3 separate regions of the Gossypium arboreum genome follow, and regions 1 and 3 are each linked to region 2. A link is a contact called in public Hi-C data. All regions are on one chromosome and are shown on one strand. Each heading gives the region's core, a stretch centred on a gene start, on an enhancer-like site or on the middle of the called end of the contact. The rest is flanking DNA. Distances are from core to core; before and after follow the strand shown.

Region 1 (4,311 bases), core at 1,542-4,041, 260 kb after region 2:
CATCCCGGAACACCACAATCATCTTGTGCTAGCAAACTCCTAGAATTCTTATTCGAATGTTTCTTTTTGGATTGATTTTCTTTTATTTGGTTTGAGATACGTTTTGTAGGAAGCATTGAGATATACAAGGTGTAGAAGGATTATAAAGAAGAGAAGTTTGTTATGAAAATGGGGGACAAGCAACCAACGAAGCTAGATGAGGAGCAAATGGCTGAACTACGAGAAATATTTTCTTCTTTCGATCGGAACAACGATGGTAGCTTAACACAGCTGGAACTGGGGTCGCTGTTGCGGTCCTTGGGACTAAAGCCGAGCCTTGACCAGGTTGAAGACCTTATACAAAAGGCTGATTCCAATAACAATGGGCTGATCGAATTCTCGGAGTTTGTGGCTATGTTGGCTCCGGAGCTGCAGCCGGAGAAGTTACCGTACAGCGAGGAACAATTGAAGCAGCTGTTTAAGATGTTTGACAGGGACGGTAATGGTTTTATCACTGCTGCCGAGTTAGCACAGACAATGGCCAAACTTGGACATGCATTGACTGTAGAGGAGTTGACAGGGATGATCAAAGAAGCCGATGCGGATGGTGATGGGAGGATCAGTTTCGACGAGTTCTCTCAGGCCATTACTTCCGCTGCTTTTCAAAATAATTCTTGGGCTTGATTTCAACTCTCATTCTATTTATCCACTTTATTTGTGTTTTGATTTTTTTGGTTTGTAATTTTCAGTTAAACAGTGGATCAATTTTCTATCATTTTTTGGTGTTAATTTTCGTAGTTATTTCTGATGATGAGATTGCAATCGTCCAATGACCGTGAAATTTGATGACAACCGCTGAAGCAATTTTAACAATGATTTTCATATTATTCCAATTTCCAATGCATTTCAACAGTTTAGATTGAGGGGGGGCATCCCACAAAAGGGTTTTTGTGACATTCAGTCCCTGCATTATTCTTGTTTTCAATTTCATACTGTGTTGGGGCATCCTCGTTTTAGATCAGCTTCTTTCCCATGACGTTTGGTTGAATTTGGTATTTCTTTGTGATGTATAAAGCTCAATGCATGGTATGGTTGTAACTTCATATCACTCTTTCTGAAGAGGAAACGTCACCTAATTTTTCTTCAATTTTCTTGTGGTGTACTATAAATACATGAAAAAAATTGTCGTATCACATTAATTTAAAATATAATTATTATAGCTTAAAACTTACATTAATTTAAAATATGATGCGACATAATTATTGTAGCTTAAAAAACTTGACATATAGCATTAAACACATCCTATGTCATACATTATTGGTACCATATCACTTAAAAATGCCACAAAGGAAGGCCTTTGAAGTGATAATATAATTCTAGAAAGGTACATTAATTAAATTCTTAAAATAAAAATATGAAGACTAAATTCTAAATATATAAATAATATAAAACTTAGAGAAATTACAAGCTTTAAATTTTTACTCTATAATTTAGTATAAAATAAATATTTAACCAAATGCGAAACGTGGTCAGGAACCATATTAGTGTCATTTGATTAACTCTACCTCATAAAACTAACCATATTTTTTTCTTCAACTATTACGAACATAATTATCCTGCTCATTATTCTAATATACAAGGATTTTTGTGCTCATTAGTCATTAAGGCCATGTGTAGAAGTCTCTAACGAATAACGATCTCTCAAAGCCTAATGGATTCAATGCAATGCAACTCAAAACATTGACAAAGAGAGAAGATCCCTAAACAGCTTCTCATGAAAATATATTTTAATTTGGACATTGAACAAGCCTACTAAAATACCAATAAACTGAGCAGGAAAAAACATGATGATGAGAAATGGAAAACTGAAAGACTTCAGGCTTTAGCCATTTCAGAAAGAAAGAAAAATACACTGGGTTCTCTGTAGCAGTTGTATATTAGACAGAAAAATCAAATAAAGTTGTCCTCAAATGCAACAATCTTTAACAAATTATGATGGCCTAAACACAAATTCTCATCTCAAAACTTAAATTCGAAGCAAAAATACATGGAAGAAAACAAGCAATGCTATACCCAAGGCATGTTTTATGCAGAGATGATAAAGTAGCATCAAGCTTCAAGCCTTCTTCTTCTTGGATTTGAGCAGCACGAGCCCAATAAAAATACAGAGGAGGCAAAGGAGCGCCACACCGGCACACACAGGGATCAGTATGGCATATTCCTGGGGTAGAAAATAGTTGTGGATGAAGTTATCACTGTCCACAAATGGCTGTCCAGAAATCAGAATCAATCAGCAGGTGATAAATAGGTCCTACTATTCAATTAAAATTGAAAAGTAAGTAGTACTATTAACATCAGATACTGACCAGGATGATGACCCAAAACGTATAATACGTGAATATTGATAGACTGGTAATAGATAATAGAAACCCAACTGCTCGATCCGCTAATTCCATTCTCTGATAATATCAAAACCCAATGATGTATAAGAAAAGTAATAACTATCTATATTTCCAGAATTCGTTAGCTTCCACAAGAATCTATGAATTGGGTCGCAAAACCAAATCCCCATGAAGCTTCTAAGATTTTAAGGTGCACAAATTAAGAGGGGAAAAGTTATCAGATAACAGGAGAAACTACCTTTGCAAGAGCACAGATTGGTAATTGCTAGCTTGGATTACAACGGTTCCGCGGCTGACGGTGACAAGATGAACGGAAAGAACGAAAGTCGATTATTTGAGTGGAGGCAAAAGATTAGGGGAAAATGCAGCGTAATTTTTATGCGACGACAGAATTGTTTTTTTTTTTTTTTTAGGTGAAATTCTCACATTAGTCACTGTACTATTCCTAAGTTATGGATTTAATCCATACAGTCTAATTTGATATAGTCGAGTTTAGAGATTTCAGTCCTCATCCAAATGGTAGCAATTAAATTTGATAGATCAAATTTTGTTATTAGTCTTATATTATTGTAAGATGTGAATTTGAACATTATTCTTCAATTTGATAAATTTTAGTGGCTAGAATTTGAAATTTCAATCCTTACACAAATGATAGGTTTCGTGAGTATTGTATGACAATGACAAGTTGACGTGGTATTACATATGATAATATATTTGCTAAGTAAGATTCTGAACAGAATTTAACTTAACAAAATTTGACTACTATCGTTTGAGTCAAACTGAAATTTCAAAATTAGAAAAGTACAAAAACTAAAATTCTACAAATTAAAAAACAAGGTCTAAATCTGTAACTTATGCATAGTACAGGGATTAATAGCAGAATATGACCATTATTTTATTATTATTAGGAATCTTCGGTTCTTGACTTAAAAATGATGATAAATATCGAATGTAGCCCCTGTAGCCTTTTGAAAATGTTGATTTCAAACCCCGAGAGTTTCGAAGTTTGTTCAATCAAAGGACAACCAATACCTCAGTTCTTCAGTCGATTTTGGTTTAAATGTAATTTAATGTAATAGGTACCAATCGGATGAAACTGAAAGTCCCTTTTAAACAAGATTGCTACTACAATTACATAAGATTGGTAATCAAATTTAAGTAAAATTCAACGTTATCACAAATAGTGTCCAAAGAAAATTTCCATATGGCAATGGCAAACCAAATGATTCACAGATCTTGTATAACATAACGACAATGTCATAACATCTGTGTTCTCCAAGCAACAGAATGCTGGAACATATAGACTCGAAAGAATCTACAAACGCAGATGACAAGTACATTTTATTGTCCCATGAACAGGCCAAACTCAAAAGCAATGTATCCTTTCAAGAAAACAATTTCCAGCACCAAACATACCCCCTTCCACGACCATAGGGGGTTTCTGAAGTCCACAAATGCAAACGGAAAAGAGTTTCAAATCTTCAGTTGTGCAGCATCCATTGCATTATATCCTTTCTAATAAGTCCTTCGCCTCGTGTGTAGTTCAACCTCAGTGTGTGAGGTCCATTGATGCTCAAATGCCTGTACTGAGTCATGTTTCCAGCAGCCTTTGGTGGCCGAATCATCATTGCAATTGTAGGGAGGGATTTAGACAGCATATACGTTGATGAACTAAAAAGACGTCTATCAGCTTCACCATTTCGTGGTGTCTGCAAGCTTCTAGGAGTTTTTGATGAGTTATTCACTTGCTTTGTGATGTTCATATTTGCACTGCCGGTACCATGGTGGGGTTTCTGGTGGCTTGGAGGTCGGATTTGGGCAGAAGGTTTCATTTTGTCAAGCCAGCGGAGGATCCAGTTACCAAGGTTCCTACCAACTTCCAAGTCTCTCTGTTGTATATTCTGGTGAACCTTGAGTGCTATGTCAAATA
Region 2 (4,755 bases), core at 216-2,715:
GTGAATTGGTCATAGCCACATTGAGAACTACTATGACAAATCTTTCTGAGTTTGGGAGCATTTTGCATGATTGTACTAGTATTAATAAAATATCTGAGTTAGTGTTACGAGTCAACTAGGCACCAACTCGTTTAGTGAAATTATGAAGATGTTCTTCCATAATTAAAATAAGTTATTTTCTTCGAAGGTATTTTAGTCTTTTTATTTAAAAATAAATAAAAATTTTGCACGAGGTAGGATTTGAATCCATGCCAAGTACATAGTTTCCACATGCATACGTATGTGATAGGATTTCTAATTTTATTAAAAATAATATATATATACACGTGTTTTAATTTTTATATAATTTCTTTAAAAACTTACTTTTTTTTCCATGAAGTAACTATTTTGCCTACATGCTTATATAGCTAGATATAAAAGGGAGTTTAATTGATATTCTAAAAAAAAAAGTTCAAATGACCTTTCTTTTAGCTGACAAGTGAAACATCCACAATGCTATTTTATTTTTATTTTATAAAAATAGTTAAATTTTAATTTTGATCTCTAATATACTTTAGTTTAAGGTTTAATCTATATATTTTAATTTCTAATATAATTTGGTCTTTATATTTTTACATGTCATTAATTATTACAAATAATTAATATTGTTAACTTTTTAATACTTTAAAAGTCTTACAGACTAACATGTGGCTTTCTATTTCTTTAAATTTGCATCGCTTTTTCTTGACTTTATAAGATAATGGTTAAATTTCAATTTTCACCTCTAAACTATGTTGAAACTTGAGATTAATTTATATATACTTTAAATTTTTACATAATTTGATCTATCTACATTTATAATGTTATTAATTAGTTTAAACAGTTAATTAATATTATTAACTATTTCAATCAAAATACCGACACTAATTTTTTCTAAATATACTATTCCACGAAATTTTTTTATTAAGACAATTTTGAATGTGTATTTTTAAAAACATTCAATCAATATTTTCAATGCTATTTTTATTTTTACATGATTTAATTTCAAAATATCATACCACGTAATAAGCAATTATATTGTAAAGATAAAAAAATCTAAATTTACAAAATATATAAAATTTTAAAATATATTTTAATTTAATTTAACTTAAAATGAGTTTGGATAAATAGTAAAATACAATACATTTAGCTTAATTTTTTCTTATGCTATACGATTATTATAATATCTAATTTTACTATTATTATTACTTTTAAACTAATCACAATTAAATATACCGTCCATCTAAACTTAAGATATATACTAAGCGTCTAATTTTTTTTTAAAGAGTGTCACAAATTCCAGTAAATAATCATGAAAAAGGAATTTTCAGTCAATAATTGTGAGTTTGACAGGAAGTTTATCTTCTAATGGGGCCTACACTGAGTTATTTTTGCTTTCATCCAAATATATAAAAACCTATAATAGTAAGCTCCTTGTTTTTCCGGCTTTTTTTTTTTAGTTCCCCCAATTACCCTTCCTAGCAACCGCCTTTACGCTTTAAATGAATGAATTTTAAAATCCCGAAATGACCCTCATGTTGCCTCTCGTTTAATTTCGAAGTCGTGGATGACGGATCCAATCAAAGATAGACTTGGTGACAGCATAACTTGTGACGGGCTTGTAACTTTATCCTCAACTCGTTTTGATGGTTCGGTTCGCCCTTGCTTTTCGTCCAAGAAGGCGAGATAGCGCAAAAGAAAATAGTAACTAATTCTTTGAGTTAGGGTTTTTAACTTTTCTTTTTCTTTTATTTTCTTCTCTCTCCCATCCCTCCACCTTCTAGAAAACAGAAAAGTAAATCAATCACTCCAAAATTTATCTCATCTGCAGGTAATATTTTCCATTTTCTTTTAGTTTTATTTTCCGTTTTATTTTCTTTGATTAAGTTTTTGACAACGAATTATATAGATCGGCCCTGATCTTGGCATCTGGAAGGCGTTGACTTCATTTGTTGAATGGTTAATTCTTTTGATGGTTGATTTCTGTGATAATTGGTTTTCTAGGGGGATCAATAAAAACATTATGATATGTTAATTTTGAGAATTTTGCTTTAGGATTTTCATTTTAGGTTTTTTTTCGACCTTGCAGTTTTTGTGAGAAATTGCGGATTTGTAGAATATTGATATTCTCCTTTTCTTTTTCTTTTTTGATTGACTCAGTTTTCAGTTATAGAAAACATTTTTTTAGTTTTTAATTTTAGGAATCTATGTTCCACGGTTGAAATTTTGTATTTTCTTTTTTTAATTCTCGATCACCATTCTAATCACGTGAAACACCAGATTTCTTGTCATCTTATGTTCTTAGTTTTTTTAATTAGTGTAGAAATATATTTAGTTTGATGATTTGGATGAAATATTTTTTAGGCTGATTTTCTATTTTTTTCACAAAAAAAAACACACTCGAGTCTTTATGTATTTGTAAGAATTTTCCATTTTTTCCGAATCTTAATTTTCTTTGGTTTCATTAATTTTTGCTCAATTTTCTTAACAGAAATCAGCATAGGATTTAAATTTTTGGTATATTTTTGGCTGGTTTTTTTTTCTTTTCGAGGTCAACCGGGGGATTGTCGTGACTATACTTGTTATTCAAAAAAGCTCATATTCTCAGGTCAACGCCGGTTGTGTTTCGATATTTATGTAATTAGTATCATACTAATTCTGCTCTGAGTAAATTTTGCAGTTTTGTGAAAATTTCTAATTTATTTTTGGTCAGATGTCTGATTAATATGTGCAACATCAACATGTACAATATTTTTATAAATATTGTTGAAACATAATTTCTATAAATTTATTTGCTACAATAAAAAATGGGAACCGAAGAATTGTTGAAACATAATTTTTATAAATTTATTTGCTACAATATTTGTAGGTATTGTTATGTGATGCTGTGGGAGGCAGGGTACCAAATGCTGTAGAGTAATAAAGAAGTTGCTATTTCTTCTAGGAAATAATTGTTAGGAAAGAAAATGAAGAGTAACATGTCCAAGATTAATATGTGCAACATCAACATGTACAACATGGATATGTGCAACATGAACATGTACAGGATTGACACTAACTGCAGTTCTAGGTATGCGATCCTCTTGCCTTGTGGCGATTCTATTAAGTTTGGTTTCATATGCTATCAGTTGCTTGATTATTGCTTATATTCCAATTAGTATGATTTCATATCTAGGCCATTTAATGCCCTGACCTTTTTTATTTCTTTTTTTCAGGATTTCAACTTTTAGGAGACTGTTCCTGTAGTTCGGTAGAAGGTTAGACTTTCTATTCGTTTTTACAGTAGAACTATTGGTTTTAAACCTGTTGATAGGGATTGATCTAGGAAGAAATGGAAGCACCGAACGCCATGGTATTGGATAGTAAGCCTTTGGTTCTACATGGCATGAAGAGGAAGCGGGAAACACAGCATACAACACATTTTCCTGGGGCCTCGCATCTGGTACCACTACAGTTGCCCAGCTTGTGTTTAGCTTTCCAGAAACATGACAAGCGCAGGAGATTGGAGGATTGCGAAGGCAGAGTTGTGAGTTGTGGTTATACTTCAAAAAGATCTTTGTTACTTTGCTATTCAAATTTTAAGAAAACAGGCATTCCAAAGCGCATAATGTTCTATGAGAAAGGTGAATGGACTGATTTTCCCAATGATCTTATTGCCTCAATCAGGAAAGATCTCGTCAGAAAGAAGCCTGCTATTGAGGTTGAGATAGACAGTCAATCTTTTGTGTTAGATTTCTTGCATATGTTTCGATTGGAGCTGAAAACTGGCATGAGACACCCCATTGCTTGGATTGATGAAGCAGGTGGCTGTTTCTTTCCTGAGATTTTTACTGGTGAGGATGAAGCATACCCGTGCTGCAAAGATGAATGTCCGAATGACCAAGAATTCATGTTTAGTGAATCTTATGCCCCTCGTGAGATCAAGCTACATCTTGAGATTGGCATTAATGGTGTTGAGCAGCCAAAGTTGGAATGTAGTGGGGAGTCGAGTTCTTTTGTGAGACATTTTCAAATTGCTCAGAAACCTGCCTCCAGTTATTCTGCTGCGGAAGCCGAGGATAATTGCAATAGGAGTGCCGATGGAAAACCCAATAAAGCTGTTGAGGATATTCAAGAGAAAAAGAAAAACTTAGTTCCAGAAAGCGAGTTTGTTGATGTACTGTTCAACGAGCCGTTGGAGTCTTCAACTGTTGAACAGATGTTTCTTATGGGTATGAACACTTGTGAAGGTGTGGATATTCTTGATATAAGACCCTGCTCCAGTACACAATATAGATTAGAGCGTTTCCAGAAGCAGGTCCAAATTATGAAGAAGTATCGGGGGACTGCAAATGTTCAACGTGCATGGCTTGCTTCCTCTAGAAAAGCATTGCCTACCATCATGATGCATGGGCTTGCAGACTGCCGTCTTTCTTCAATCCCAGACCTATATGCCGCTGGTGTTCATCTTGCTGCAGCAGAATTTACTAATGGCAGGTTGGAGTTTTTTTGTTGTTTTTGCTATCAATACATGTATGGCACTGGTGTTCATCTTGCTGTGGCAGAGTTTACTAATGCCACATTAATAGTTTTATGGATTCAACTCTACAGAAATGTAGGCAAATTTTATGTTGCATATCATGATTCATGTCTTTATTAGGTTCACTCTGAACATAGACTTCCTCTTTCTACGAGAAATTTTCTTGCTTTCTGTTCCTGATCTCTCTTTTCACGTAAGTGCTGGTTTCCACTAGCTTC
Region 3 (4,363 bases), core at 238-2,737, 350 kb after region 2:
AAGCCATCCCCATTGCATGTTGCAGGCTGTTTGGATCACTTTTGACTTTTCTAAATAAATTCTGGATTTGTATGAACCCTCTGTGCCAGTTCTTTTTTCCGGCGTCCATGTGTCTACATGCATACTTGCCTGCTTGTATATCAATATGCCTTTATAAGATTGGAGCAACAAAAGTAATCAAAAGATCCTAGTTTGTGCTTCCTAGATACTTGTGGGAAGGTTTATAATCATATTCTTTTCTCCATTCCATGCATATTTAAAATATGTATTGTCTAGAGAACTTTAAGAACAAAACCTTGTGTAATACAAGGAAGCTATTTGTTTAAACTGTTTATCTGTTGCGTTATCTTATTGTTGATTTTTTTGAATTTGATAGTCCAACTGCAGCCTTTAGCTTTTGAGTATTCTTCCTTGCAGACAAGAGGTCGTGCTGTTGGATAATGAGATTGCATTTAATGAGGCTATCATTGATGAAAGAGAACAAGGAATTCAAGAAATTCAGCAGCAAATTGGTGAGGTGAACGAGATCTTCAAAGATCTTGCTGTGCTAGTTCATGAGCAGGGAACTATGATTGGTAAAAAAAATATTTAATCATTTGCATTGAGTTAACTATGGCTGTTCTCAACTTCTGGATCATGTAGAGAAGTACTGAAAGTTTATCTGTGGTGCAGATGACATCGGGACCCATATTGAAAATTCCCAGGCTGCCACTTCACAGGCAAAATCCCATCTCGTGAAAGCCGCAAAGAGCCAGAGATCAAATTCTTCTCTGGTAACATACAATGCTCTGTTTCTTTTATTTTATGAAGTTAAAATTGTGTGTTGCATGTAAAACACAATTAAAACAGAGGTTAGGTATTTGCTTCTTTTAATTGTAATAATGGGACTTGTGTGGGGTTTTCGTAAGCTGTCTTCTGACCTGCCTATACAAAGCCGCCTTCATTCCAAGGAATTAATATGTTTATATTTTTTTTGGGCAGGCATGCTTGCTCCTGGTGATATTCGGAATTGTGCTTCTGATAGTGATCATAGTACTGGCAGCCTAATCAGAAAGTCGTCCAAGATGATCAAGGGCAAACTCAAAAGATCTTCCCAGCAGCAAGAATGTGGTCTTCTGAGTAATGTGTTTGACGTTTGTTTGCAAGACATGATGGCTGACTCGAATTCGCTTAATAGTTTTTCAAGTATATAGCATGTGATTATCAGTAAATCATAATGATATTTTTGGTTAATCTTTGGCGGAGTGTCTCTTTTCTAAGTTGGTGTTTTGGTTTTTTTGTTGAGGATGTCTTTACAGCTTTCGTGTTGTAATAAGAGTTGCAATTCTTTGTCTTTCTATATAAATATATATCTATGAGTTGTTAAATAGCTAGCTTAAAATATTTATGCATTGCTTCAAAGTATGCTAGGTTTTCTGATTTCCATCCCATAAAAAAAAAAAAGTAGAAATTCATGTTGGCCGATGTCTAAGAAATTGGTTTGGTGCCAATACAATTGAAAGAGCGGATATGAAGGGCTGGATCAATGCCAACAATCCATGACTTTCACACTAATTAAATTTAATCTCAAGTAATAATTTTATTTATTCCAACTATTTGAGTTGAAAATTGTAGTACACCTTTTATATTACAAAATCATCAGAATTAATGGTCTTCAAAACTGCTGAGCTGGAAAAGATTAGTAGATCACCGGTCTTTTAGGTCTCGAGGGGAATTGGCGGGAAAGGAAAACAAGGAGAGAGAGATTGTGGAAGAGATGAGCTCGTCGGCAGTAGAAGCAGAAGCGCCGGATCTGGTGTGCCAGTTGGACAACGTCCAAGGTATGGTCGACGCACTCTCTGCCGTTCGATGGAAACGCCATCAGGTCTCTTTCTTTTCTTTTCTTTTTTTGAAAATTTACGGTTAGGGTTTTGGGGATTTCAATTTGCTATTTTTGCTATAAGCATAGGACGCAGTGGTGGAATTATCAGAGCATGGTGTCGTTTTGATCGTGGAGGATACTGGTTGTCTTCAAGCCAAAGTTTATCTTCAACGTGAGGTACTCATTTTTCTTCTTCTTTTCCCCATTTATTTTAGTTAATCTGTAGCTGTTTGAGCTTCAGCCGTTCCTTTCCTATTTTCAGCTATTCGTTCGCTATGAATATCATGCTGAAGGGCGACCACGATTTGGAGTAAGTTTGGGCCTCTTTGTCGACTGTTTGAACTCATTTTCTGCACCTGGACGTTCAAGTATGATCGAGATTCAATACCCAGGACCTGATATGCAGCTTCTTATCAAGTATATAAATCATATTCTTTCTTTATCAGCATCTAATATAGTAGAATTTCAATTCAATGTTGAGAATAACTCCGGTAAATACGGTATGAATTTCCAATTGTATCTAATTTCAACTTAAATAAGTCAAGGGAGCAAGGTCCCTCTCATCCATGATTAAGTTGATTTCTACATATTTAAAAACTCAGCTCCTGGTGTGACTGTTTTTTTTTTCTTTTCTTTTCAATGATTGTTAGGTCTGTTGATTCACTTGATGCTTGTATTTATGCGGAAATCAGGACAAGAATTCCAGATACAATTTCATGGGACTACAACTTTGAACCTGCCGGAAGCACGCCACTTACTTTTACTGTCAAGGTATTGTATGTTCGTGGTGTGATCATATCATATAAGAAAGAACAAAGCATGGTTAATGGCTGCTTCAACCCCTTGTACACCTAAATCTCTGATGTAATGGATTTTTGAGCTTTTCCAGACACCATTGTTGTCTTCTATTAAGAAGATGATACTACATGGTTGGAATGTCCACTTTTGCTTTAAGATCCTGTTAGGTTCAACCAATTCTTACGGCTGCAAATTACAACCATAGTTTTTTATTCAGTCCGCAGCATTAAAAGAAGCAATTGATGATCTAGAATGGCCAGGGTCGAGCATCCAGATCAATCTACAGCCAGATCCCCCATGCATTACGTTTAAAGGAGAAGGCCATGGAGACTTGCAGGTGCTGTTTTACTTCCACATCCGTTGAGGTTTTTGACCACTCGGAAGCTTAACTACTCATCCTTTCTTGCAGATAGATTTCACCTATTATGTAAATACGGATCTTGTGATTGCATTTCACTGTGATTGCCAAGTATCCTATAGGTATGTTTATTTTCAATTGATTCTTTATATCATATACTTACCATTTCACTTAAGCAAACCAATATCATCTGTTACTGTGTTGGAACTTGGCAGGTATAAATACAAGTTTCTTCGAGCAACAACATCGAATCTACCCAGCAGTGTTATTAAAGATAACAGAGGAAGTAAACTGACCATTGGGAGAGGAGGGATGTTGAAAGTTCAACACTTGGTTTCAGTTGCTAGATCAGCTACTTCACATCCTCATATTGATTCTGCTGGGCATCAGCAACCTAGTCGAATTGCTTATATCGAGTTCTTTGTGAAGTCTGAGGTAGATGAATAAAGTTGATTCATAGGAATTCTGTTTTATTTTTCGGCATTCAATTTGGAGCTGTCAGTGATCTATCAAGTTGTAGCAGTGCAAAGGAAAACCGACTTTTGAATTTTTCTTAATGATTATATATAATTTCATACTTGATTCATGACACTGAAGTTTTGGGACTTAATTAATAGATAATATATATTTCAATTGTTGTTATCTCTAATCCAAAGGAAATAATTATAGTAGATAATGAAATTAGCACTGTTTTAAGGAGAAATTAGGTCATTAGATAAAACTTATAGGGGTCCTCAAAGAACTCTGAAGATCAATAAATTACAAATATATAGACGTGCTATTACATTTTACAAGGCAAGCCAAGTCAAAATTTTGGGTTTCCATAAATCCGTTCTACTCTACTGCATCTTCTAGCATTGATAGTACTTGCAAAAATCCTGAACCAGACACGGCTAAACTGAAACTCCATCTCACTGCCAAAACTAACTCCATTTGATATAAAATGCACATATTAATTGCTCCATTCTTTCCACAGCCACTGGACTGGGCTGGACATTTTGTTTAATGTATTCTTGATGAAAGCATTCTCTGAGCCTATGATGGCTGCTTTGCCAAGCCACCAAACAACTCTGAGACGGGCTTTATTACAGTCTGCCTGCATTTAGATTGAGAGAATAAACCACATTGATTCAATCACATTCATATTACAGAACTCCAAAGTTTCAACTACTAATAACATCAAAGAAGTCATCTTTCCTTGATAGAAACCAAACTAGTTTTTTTATTAATTTTGATGCTATCAAATTCTAAACCCCACCAGCAGGAAGAAAAAAGAAAAGCCTTCAACTATGTCACAAAGTGTGTTGATCACTATAGTTTGGTTTCTTCTAACAGAAACAGTGCAA

Evidence for each region. Hi-C and Micro-C count contacts between places; a contact is called where the count stands out from the background.
Region 1: a contact with region 2 is called in a Hi-C map of leaf, with 2.8 times the contacts expected there. The contact joins the promoter of LOC108469032 here to the promoter of LOC108469590 in region 2. A contact is called at or near these places in 2 of 5 Hi-C or Micro-C datasets (both in leaf).
Region 3: a contact with region 2 is called in a Hi-C map of leaf, with 4 times the contacts expected there. The contact joins the promoter of LOC108469639 here to the promoter of LOC108469590 in region 2. A contact is called at or near these places in 2 of 5 Hi-C or Micro-C datasets (both in leaf).

What each region holds. Positions count from the first base shown.
Region 1 is chr8:16,561,880-16,566,190 of ASM2569848v2, reverse strand. It overlaps LOC108469032 (dolichol-phosphate mannose synthase subunit 2), which reads right to left and starts at 2,791. Exons shown (of 3, transcript XM_017769920.2): 1 at 2,620-2,791; 2 at 2,346-2,438; 3 at 1,897-2,248. The coding sequence starts at 2,435. The coding sequence ends at 2,096. LOC108467708 reads right to left here. Exons shown (of 2, transcript XM_017768448.2): 2 at 3,513-4,311. The coding sequence ends at 3,863. It overlaps LOC108469069 (probable calcium-binding protein CML11), which reads left to right. Exons shown (of 2, transcript XM_053018212.1): 2 at 110-754. The coding sequence starts at 163. The coding sequence ends at 663.
Region 2 is chr8:16,822,820-16,827,574 of ASM2569848v2, reverse strand. LOC108469590 (inactive poly [ADP-ribose] polymerase RCD1-like) reads left to right here and starts at 1,465. Exons shown (of 8, transcript XM_053018480.1): 1 at 1,465-1,849; 2 at 2,963-3,088; 3 at 3,234-4,494. The coding sequence starts at 3,350.
Region 3 is chr8:16,474,155-16,478,517 of ASM2569848v2, reverse strand. LOC108469639 reads left to right here and starts at 1,487. Exons shown (of 7, transcript XM_053018367.1): 1 at 1,487-1,864; 2 at 1,949-2,038; 3 at 2,124-2,278; 4 at 2,554-2,632; 5 at 2,877-2,996; 6 at 3,069-3,139; 7 at 3,233-3,613. The coding sequence starts at 1,757. The coding sequence ends at 3,464. It overlaps LOC108469640 (syntaxin-22), which reads left to right. Exons shown (of 7, transcript XM_017770601.2): 5 at 418-575; 6 at 673-773; 7 at 982-1,367. The coding sequence ends at 1,047. LOC108469638 (calmodulin-interacting protein 111) reads right to left here. Exons shown (of 11, transcript XM_017770597.2): 11 at 3,708-4,113. The coding sequence ends at 4,053.